2 separate regions of the Anas platyrhynchos genome follow, and region 1 is linked to region 2. The links are chromatin contacts, called in public Hi-C maps. All regions are on one chromosome and are shown on one strand. The core of a region is the stretch at or near the end of the contact, and the rest is flanking DNA. Distances in the headings are between cores, read along the strand shown.

Region 1 (3,965 bases), core at 181-2,680, 75 kb after region 2:
TACTGGGAGATGAGGTTAGGAGTCCATCCGCTTCCTCACCCCAACTTGTGTTTTAGAGGCCAGCAAATGAGGTCCTTCCCCTCCACAATATTTTCTTATTATTTATCATAAAAGCGAGCAGATTTTAGGCCTGGGTAGCTATAATTTTGTTACTATTTAGTAAGGCTGCCCCCCAAAATCCAGACCCTTTCTAACTGGTTTAGATCCAGATTCTGCAAATGCCACGAGCGACTGCAGGCCCCCTTGGAGTCTCACTGGCCTTTGGGGGCAGGACCCGGCTCTACAATTATCCCCGTGCTCCTGCCTGCACCAAAGGCAGGCCTCCAGCAGCGGCAGCCCTGGGAATACCCTGCCTGCACGGCACACGGAGCTCCTTCTGCGTCCCCGGTGCTTGATGTCTGTTGTCTTGTTTGGTTGGGCACAATTGTTTTAGAATTGGATTTGCTTGCAGCAGCCGTGATTTAAGAGTCTCGGCTCCTACTTCCAGCGCAGCGACTGACTTACTGCGTGACCTGAAGCAACTCATCCACCAGGGTTTATTACCCGAAAAGGGAGCTCCTTGCTCCCTTTTCGCTGGGGCTGGGGGCTCGTGGTGCGGGGCACTGCGAGGCCCAGCTGGGCTCCCCGGCTCCCCGCCACCAGGGCAGGGTGGTGCGAGCCTCGCAGCCTCTTGGTGTCTCAGTTTCCCCATCCTGGGCAGGTTCCTGCAGGCAGAATCAGGATGGGGGCTCTGTGGAGCACCCCTGGCTGCCAGAAACGCCTCCTGCAAGCCATCCCCGTGGCAGGAATCATCAGCGTGCTCCGTGCTACGAATTCCTGCCCCTCATTTTGTGGGAATTGGAACATACCCACTACGAAATACTTTCCCTTCCTCTGGTGGCAGGTGCTGTAAAAGTGCAAAGCATTACGAGCATTATTGCTTTTCGTGCTGTGCCCCCTTCCGATGCCCAGGATCAGAGATGTAAATATATAAATATATATATATATATATATATATTTTTTTTTTTTTTATGGCTTGCTTTTCACGCTCCAACGTTTACAGCGTCTGGGGCACACCCATCCTGCGGGGGCTCCCCCAGGCTGTGTGCCGAGAGGCGTCGGAGGGTGGGGGGCTGCTGCAGCGCGACCCCACAGGGACCCCCAAATTCCCGATGCGAGGAGGGGAGGGGGGCAGCATCATCCTAGAGTCACAGCGGCGGCAGGGGGGGGGCGCGACACAGCCACAACCTTTCGGCAACCCGAGCCGCCGCTTGCGCAAGGCGGTCGGAGATAAATATATATATATATATATATATAAATATATAATTTTTTTTTTTTTTCCTCTCCCGGAGCGACACGGTGTCTAGACGCCCACGTGATGGGGCCGGGGCCGGGCCGTGCCGGGCCGGGGCCGTGCCGCTGCGCACTGCGAAGGCGCCGGAGGGGGGGGGAACCGGGGGGGCGGGCGCGGCCGAGGGCGCAGGCACCGCCGCTCCCGGCTCCTCCGCTCCGCTCCGCTCCGCCGCGCCCGGCTCCGCGCCGCCGGGGCTCCCCCGCAGCAAAGGAAGACGGAGGCGCTGGTGCGGGGAGGGCGCCTCTTTGCAGCCAGCGGAGGGAAGAGGAAAAAAAGGAGGAGGAGGAAAAAAAAAAAAAAAAAAAAGCAGGAGGAGGAGGAGGAGGAGAAGGAGGAGGGGAAGGAAGGAAGGAGGAGAGAGGAGGAAAAAAAAAAATAAAAAAGGATAATAATAATAATAATAATAAAAAAAGAGAGCCAGACGCGGCGGCAGCACGGAGAGGGTCCCCATGTAAGCACGGCGCCGGGGGAGGCGGCGGGTGGCGGCGGCCCCCCCGGTGCCCGCGGAGGGGAGCGGAGGGGAGCGGGGGGCGGGCAGCGCCGCCCGGCTCTCGCCGCCGGCAGCACGCTGCTGGGGAAGGAGGGACACAGCCCCACTTTTTTTTTTTTTTTTTCTTCTTTCTTTCTTTTCGTAGCAGCCGGATCAAGACTCTGCGTGTGCGTGTGGATTAAAACCTTCGGGAAGAAGGAGGAGGAAGACCCCAAAACCCCGCATCAGGACGACCTGGGCTTTCAAAAGGGATACAACACTCTGGATGCGCTTATTCTTCTCTTTTGTGACAGATGCTTAAATCGATTCCGACGGCCGAATCTTAGGGTCGGTGGTTGTTTTTTTATTTTTATTTTTTATTTTTTTTCCTTTTTTTTTTATTTTTATTTTTTTTGATCTCCACCGTCTGGGCTCGCTGTTTTCTTCCTAATTCCTTCGTTCTGCATCCCCGCCGCCCCCCAACCTTTCCCAAGCTGGCGGCTTGATGGGAGCCGCGGCCCCGGGGAGGCCGAGGATCCCCCGCGGCTCCAGGCTCGCTCCGCAGCCGCGCAGGGCTGCTCGGCGCCGGCCAGCCCAGCCCGCCTCCCCCCGCGCGATGCGCCGCGGCGCCGCGCTCTAAGGCGGCATTTTCGCCCTCTTCGCTTTTTTTCTCCGGGGGGCGAAGCGAGGCAGAGAGGCGGCTCCCCCCTCCCCCGGCTCCCTCGCTCTTCCTCCGCTTTCTGCCCCCTTTTCCTCGCACCCTTCGCGGCGGGCGGCGGAGGAAGCCAGCGCGGAGCCTGGCGCATGCCACAGCCCTCCTCGGCCCCGCCGCCGCCGCCGCCGCCGCCGCTTTCCCCCCGCCGCGACCCGGCTGCCGGCCCCTTCATGCGCGGCGGCCGACATGCCCGTTTTGTAGCCGGGGGCCCCTCCTCTCGTCCCGCATGTTCAGGACCAAACGCTCGCTGCTCGTCCGGCGGCTCTGGCGGAGCCGTGCCCCCGGCGGCGAGGAGGAGGCGGGCGAGCCCGGCGGGGCGGCCGAGGGTCGGGCGCATGCCGGCGGCGGGGGGCGAGGGTGCTGCCCCGGCAAGGCGGGCAGGGGCGGCCGGGGGGCTGCGGAGGCGGAATTGAAGGCTCTGACCCACGCCGTGCTGAAGCGGCTGAAGGAGCGGCAGCTGGAGGGGCTGCTGCACGCCGTGGAGTCCCGCGGAGGGGCGCGCACCCCCTGCCTGCTGCTGCCCGCCAAGGGCGACTCGCGGCTGGGCCAGCACTGGTACCCGCTGCCCGTGCTGCTCTGCAAGGTGTTCCGCTGGCCCGACCTCCGGCACTGCTCCGAAGTCAAGAGGCTGTGCTGCTGCGAGTCGTACGGCAAGGCGCACCCCGAGCTCGTCTGCTGCAACCCGCACCACCTCAGCCGGCTCTGCGAGCTAGGTGCGGGACGGGATGGGGATGGGGATGGAGGGGGGTGAGGGTGGGATGGGGATGGGGTGGGGATGGGGATGGGGATGGGATGGGGATGGGGATGGGGATGGGGATGGGGATGGGGATGGAGAAGGGGATGGGGATGGAGACAGGGATGGGGATTGGGATGGGGATTGGGATGGGGTGGGGAGTGGGGGCAACGATGGGGATCGATAGGAGTAGTATGGGGATGGGGGCAGGGTACAGGGATGGGATAGGAATAGGGATGGGGATGGAGCTGGGGACAGGGATGTGGACAACGATGCAGCCACACACCCTTCCCTGCCCACCCTAAAAAAACACCCCCCACCCCCCCTAAAAAAAACAAAAAACAAAAACCACACAACTAACTAACTGGGCAACTCGGCATTTTCTTTTTCTTTCTTTTTCTTCCTTTTTTTTTTTTTTTTTTTCGGATTTGGGGAGGGGGCGGGGACCCCCCCGGCGCTGCGCCCCGCGCGGTGCCGGGGGATTAGGGGCCGCCTGGCGCTGCCGGCCGGCCCCGGCGCTGCCGCGGCTCCGGCGAGCCAAGGAGGCCCCGATCAGACAGCCCGAGCGGCAGATAGCAGGGAGACTGGCGCCAGACGGCCCCTTTTGTTTATCTGACAGCTAAATATCAAGGCAATCACCGCCTCGCTGCCCTGCCTCCAACCCCCAGAGCTAAGACAAACAGTTTTGCTAAAAGAATGCCACTGTTATCATAAG
Region 2 (4,497 bases), core at 162-2,661:
ATTCTTTTAAGTTTATTGTCTGGTTTCAAATGCTTGTGGAGTGCCTGTACCATAGTGGCAGAACACCTTGCTCTTTTAACGTACGCATGCTGATGCCAACATGGTGATTTTGGGAAGTACCTCTACTCCCATTTGTAGGCAAGGAATGCAGGCACAAAGGGATGTGGGATTTATGCATGATCACAGAGGAAGTCTGCACAAGTTATGTCCTCTCTGGCTTAGGGTAGCGTTTCAGCCACTAGATCCTGCTACAATTAATCTAATGCTCAGAGCTTTTTAAAATGCCACCATAATATAGCATATTCTGAAATAAGTCCAAGTTGATTGGCAAGTATCACTCAACTGATGAGTTAACCAGGTCTAGATTTTTTTTTTCAGATTCCAGCTGAAGCAATTATTTCAGTTTTTGTCCAGTATTCTTAATTATATGCATTTCAGAGCATCTAAATGGGATACTATTTCTAAGCATTCTAACTAGAAAACCAGAGAGGAACCACCTGCATTTTGAATGTAAGGATTGTTTCTGTCAAAGAAGAATATGATCCCATTGACAGATTAAGTAGTTGCAGTGATCAGGTTTGTAAGGGTTTTTGCTAATATTGTTAGCTACGGTGGTTGAGGTAAAGTCATTAAAAGAGAGGAGATCCTCATGTTCAGAACAGAACCTGTGACCTCCACAGTCAGGCAGACATCATTGTTAAAGAATAAAATTCATTTGGAATTTTCAAAATTTTCAAAATATCACACCAAATATTGTTTCTTCAAGAGAGAAAAAAAAAAAGTAATCACAAATTTCCTTTGTATATGCAGAAGGCAAGCTGTGGGGTAACTGGATTGCAGTGGTGCTTTGTTTCTGCAGCAATATGAGAACAGGCTTCCCCTTCTCTGCAGTTCTCAGTGCAGTGGAAGAGCTGGAGGAGCGGGTTAAGGGAATGATGCAGCCTTCTGCCCTATCTATGTTGCAGGAAGAAACTGTCATTACGTATCTTTGCTTTGAATTGAAAGTAGCCAGAGCAAAGTGGTAGCAAAGATTTTTACTCTTTATATGAGTCTAACCAGGATAGTGACAAGTTCCTGTAGTCTCTTCTGCCTTGGTAAGAGCAGTGGCATTTATCTGACAAGTGATGATTCCTGCAACGCTACCCTATAATAGAAAATAACTCAGCTGGGTACAGATTGAATGACAGTCCAACAAAATGCTGTTGCAAGTACAGCCTCATTATGAAGTATTTAAGTGCCTTATGATAACTCAGAAAATGACTACTTTGCAGGTAATCAGCAAAAGCAAGTGCCAGTGGTTTCAGTGTTTGTACCCAGCAGAAAAACTCAAGCCAGTTTGGCATGATTCACATTCTTGCCAGACCTGTAAAGTCTGACCTTTGATGTGGTGGGGAGACCTAGTGATAGGAACAAAGTAGATTTGCCTTTTTCCCCTGTCCCAGGGGAGGGCAGCTTTCCAGCCTGAACAACCTCATCAGGCATATCCTGATGTGCAGCCCGAGGAGAGAAACCCAGCAGGCTGCCCGTGGTTAGACAGTGCCAACACACATGCCAGCTCGTACTTGGTGGCAGGCTGTTCAGCTTGGAGAGTTTGAGTTCAGTAGTCATCCGGAATGACGTGTCAGAGCCATCGACAAGATGAAAAACTCTACAAGTTTATCTTGAGTGTTATGGCTTAGTGCACTACAAAAGGAGATTTCTTTTTTATTTATTATGAGTGTTCTTCGATGCTGAATTAAAAGAACAACAACAAAAAAAAAGCCAGGGACAAAGTCTGGAGAACAGAACAGAGGCAAACATTCAAGGTACTATGTGTTTTGATGCAGTCAATTTTCCTCCCTTGTCATTGCTGCTTCCCTTTTTGACAGCCACTTTCTATTTTTCTGATTTTTCTTACTGTTTCCACCTCTCTTCTTCTCCCTATTCCCTATCCCCTACCTCCCCCTGACAAGGGACCAAAAGTAAAATGTGTGAAACTAAATTGATGTTGAACTGCTTTTACCTAGCAGAGGAAGGATTGAAAAGACTGATGTTCTTTTAACCCTTAATAAATTTGGTTGCAATATTTGCTCTTTGCGATGAGATGATGGTTCCTATTGAGAAAATCAAGCTGTAAGGCTGAATACTAGAGTCAATGCATTCAGTTAAGATTTTGGTTATTACCGTAGAAAACAGATCTCTTTCCAGATATTCAGGCATGCCAGATTAGTTCACCATTGAGACATTAACCAGCTAATAGCTCCATTAGTAATAATTGCCTATGCACTGTCTTTATTACCTAATATTTTTTACAATGGAAAAGGGCACACTAACCTTTTATTCCTTTCTTAAAGGCACAAGACCTGAATGTGATCGAGGAAGTGATCCGAATGATGTTAGAGATTATCAACTCCTGCCTGACCAATTCCCTTCATCACAACCCAAACTTGGTGTACGCACTGCTTTACAAGAGGGATCTGTTTGAGCAATTTCGAACTCACCCTTCCTTCCAGGACATAATGCAAAATATAGATCTGGTAAGTGATCTATTATTTAAAGGATGCTTACACTTTGTTATTTGATCTCTTTATCCTTTTTGAGAGGTGGAAAATATTCATCTCTCTCAGTTTCTTTTAGAATGTGTTTAAATGTTGAGTTTCCCTCTCCTATTCTCTGGGCCTCCAATGTGACTTATTTTGGGCAACATCTTTTATTCAGCAGAGCCAGAGGGATTTGGAGATGCCTCTGGTAAGGAATTCCCAACCTGTGACACATCTTTCACTTCCTTTAAGGAAGAACAGTGTCAACTTCTCTTAACTGCCCCTTGTTATAAGCCTGTCTTCCAGAGGAAAAAAAAGATGGATTTCATTATCAAGAAATCATCTTTGTTTCTGTTACTCCTATCACAATTTTAATTAATGATCATGGGGGACTTTGTTAAATAGCTATGAGCAGGCACTCAATTGCCTCATTGCCTGGCCTGTATCTGAACGTATGTTGCTTTCACCTACAAAGTGTCTCTCCACACCACTCAGCAATCCTGTTGGGAAAGTAAATGCTTTAGAAGAAAACAAAAGGAAATAACTTGGACCAGAATTTGTTACCAGTGTGGTTCTCCATGGGCTGCATATTGGCATCTGACTTTGGATAACAGTTAGCTGTTAGCTGATTTCTGCTACATTTCATAGTGGCATTAACGCTAATATTGAGGACCTGAGTAATGATTCCTGCTAGAAAATAACAGCTGTAAAGTGCAAGAAGCCCCTGTATGTCCTCTAGGCAGTATTTACAGAGCTGAGCAATGCTTGAAGTCATGCTGTGACCTCTGGATGCAAAATGCTGGAAGTGGAGGCTGAACAGGCTGCTAAATTTCTTGCTGCAGTGAATAGGGCATTTATTCAGTATGAGTAAAAATCTGCAGAGGTTATTTTTTGATTTGCCTTTACTTTAAAATACTACAGAAGATTGACAGATTTTTGATGATCCATAAAGGAAAGTAATTTTTACTCTTGACAAAAATGTAGAAGTGAAATCCTGTCCTGTACCTAAGCCTTCCTCTTCTGTTCTCACTTCATATTTTCTGGTCATGCAAGAGTTCGGAGAGCAGAGGTTTCAGAGCTCAAAGCTGTCCAAACTTTTGGCAGCTGCAGAGTACAGACAGCATGATACTGCCTGGATGATTAGGACAAGTCATCTCCAGGTTGTTTAAAGCAGAACTGGGTACAGTCAAGATAACTGTTCTTCATTCCTGAATGAGATAGGGGCCTTCTCTGTCTGCATGTCCAGAACCAGGAAAACTAATGGTTGGCAGGTCCTTGTGCCTGATAGCTCCTCGCCTTCCACAGAAAGCAGCATGTCCTTTCCCTTGTAACAGTTAAACGTAGGTTTTCCTCGACGATTTAAACAGTTCCTCCCCAAAAGCATTTAATACTGGGTTACAGCATAATGCCAGTTATATTCTGAAACTATTTAAAGCTTTCCAGGGGAGCATGTTGAATTTTTAAATAGCTCCTTTGTTAGAGAAGCGAGGATGTCAAAAAAAGATTTTTTTAAAAATGTACCTGTCACCAGCTGGCAAGTGGTGAGAGCTGTCAGGCTTGCAGATGTGAATAAAATATTAGATTCAGCTGACTCCTCTTCCAGCCTGCCACATCCTCCAGTTCATACATGTTATCAGCAGTGCTACCATCCTGTATAGAACAAGCCTTTGTCTTGTGTGCTAAAGCCAACAATTTTGTACTGGTCTTTCTACCACTTGAAAGACTGGCAAAGCATGTTAGCCTTGCTGTACATGTGGGCAGTATTTGAGAAGAACCAAAATGAGATGCTGGCTCCCAAACTTTGCTCCAGCATTTCTCTGCAGTGATGGAGGTGAGAGCTCTGTTGTCATGGCCACACAGGATGGTGAGATCACATGAAATCGAAGTGTGCTGCTGGCTCAAGAAATTCCTAAAATATGTTGTTGGAAGCTAGGAGGCTGTGTTCATGGGAGGATATGGGAGGATCTCCCTCTTCTTG

Evidence for each region. A called contact is a pair of places that touch in the nucleus more often than the background predicts.
Region 1: a contact with region 2 is called in a Hi-C map of subcutaneous adipose tissue, with 2.2 times the contacts expected there. The contact joins the promoter of SMAD7 here to the enhancer-like site in region 2. A contact is called at or near these places in 2 of 8 Hi-C or Micro-C datasets (liver and subcutaneous adipose tissue).

What each region holds. Positions count from the first base shown.
Region 1 is chrZ:2,349,508-2,353,472 of IASCAAS_PekinDuck_T2T, forward strand. SMAD7 (SMAD family member 7) reads left to right here and starts at 1,431. Exons shown (of 4, transcript XM_038169927.2): 1 at 1,431-1,784; 2 at 1,969-3,230. The coding sequence starts at 2,744.
Region 2 is chrZ:2,274,705-2,279,201 of IASCAAS_PekinDuck_T2T, forward strand. It overlaps DYM (dymeclin), which reads left to right. Exons shown (of 19, transcript XM_072030751.1): 17 at 2,334-2,516. Among named protein-coding and RNA genes, the nearest start is that of SMAD7, 74 kb to the right of the region's middle. Within about 2 kb of position 1,412, at least 1 of the 8 cell types and tissues checked has an H3K27ac peak or open chromatin away from gene starts, as enhancers often do.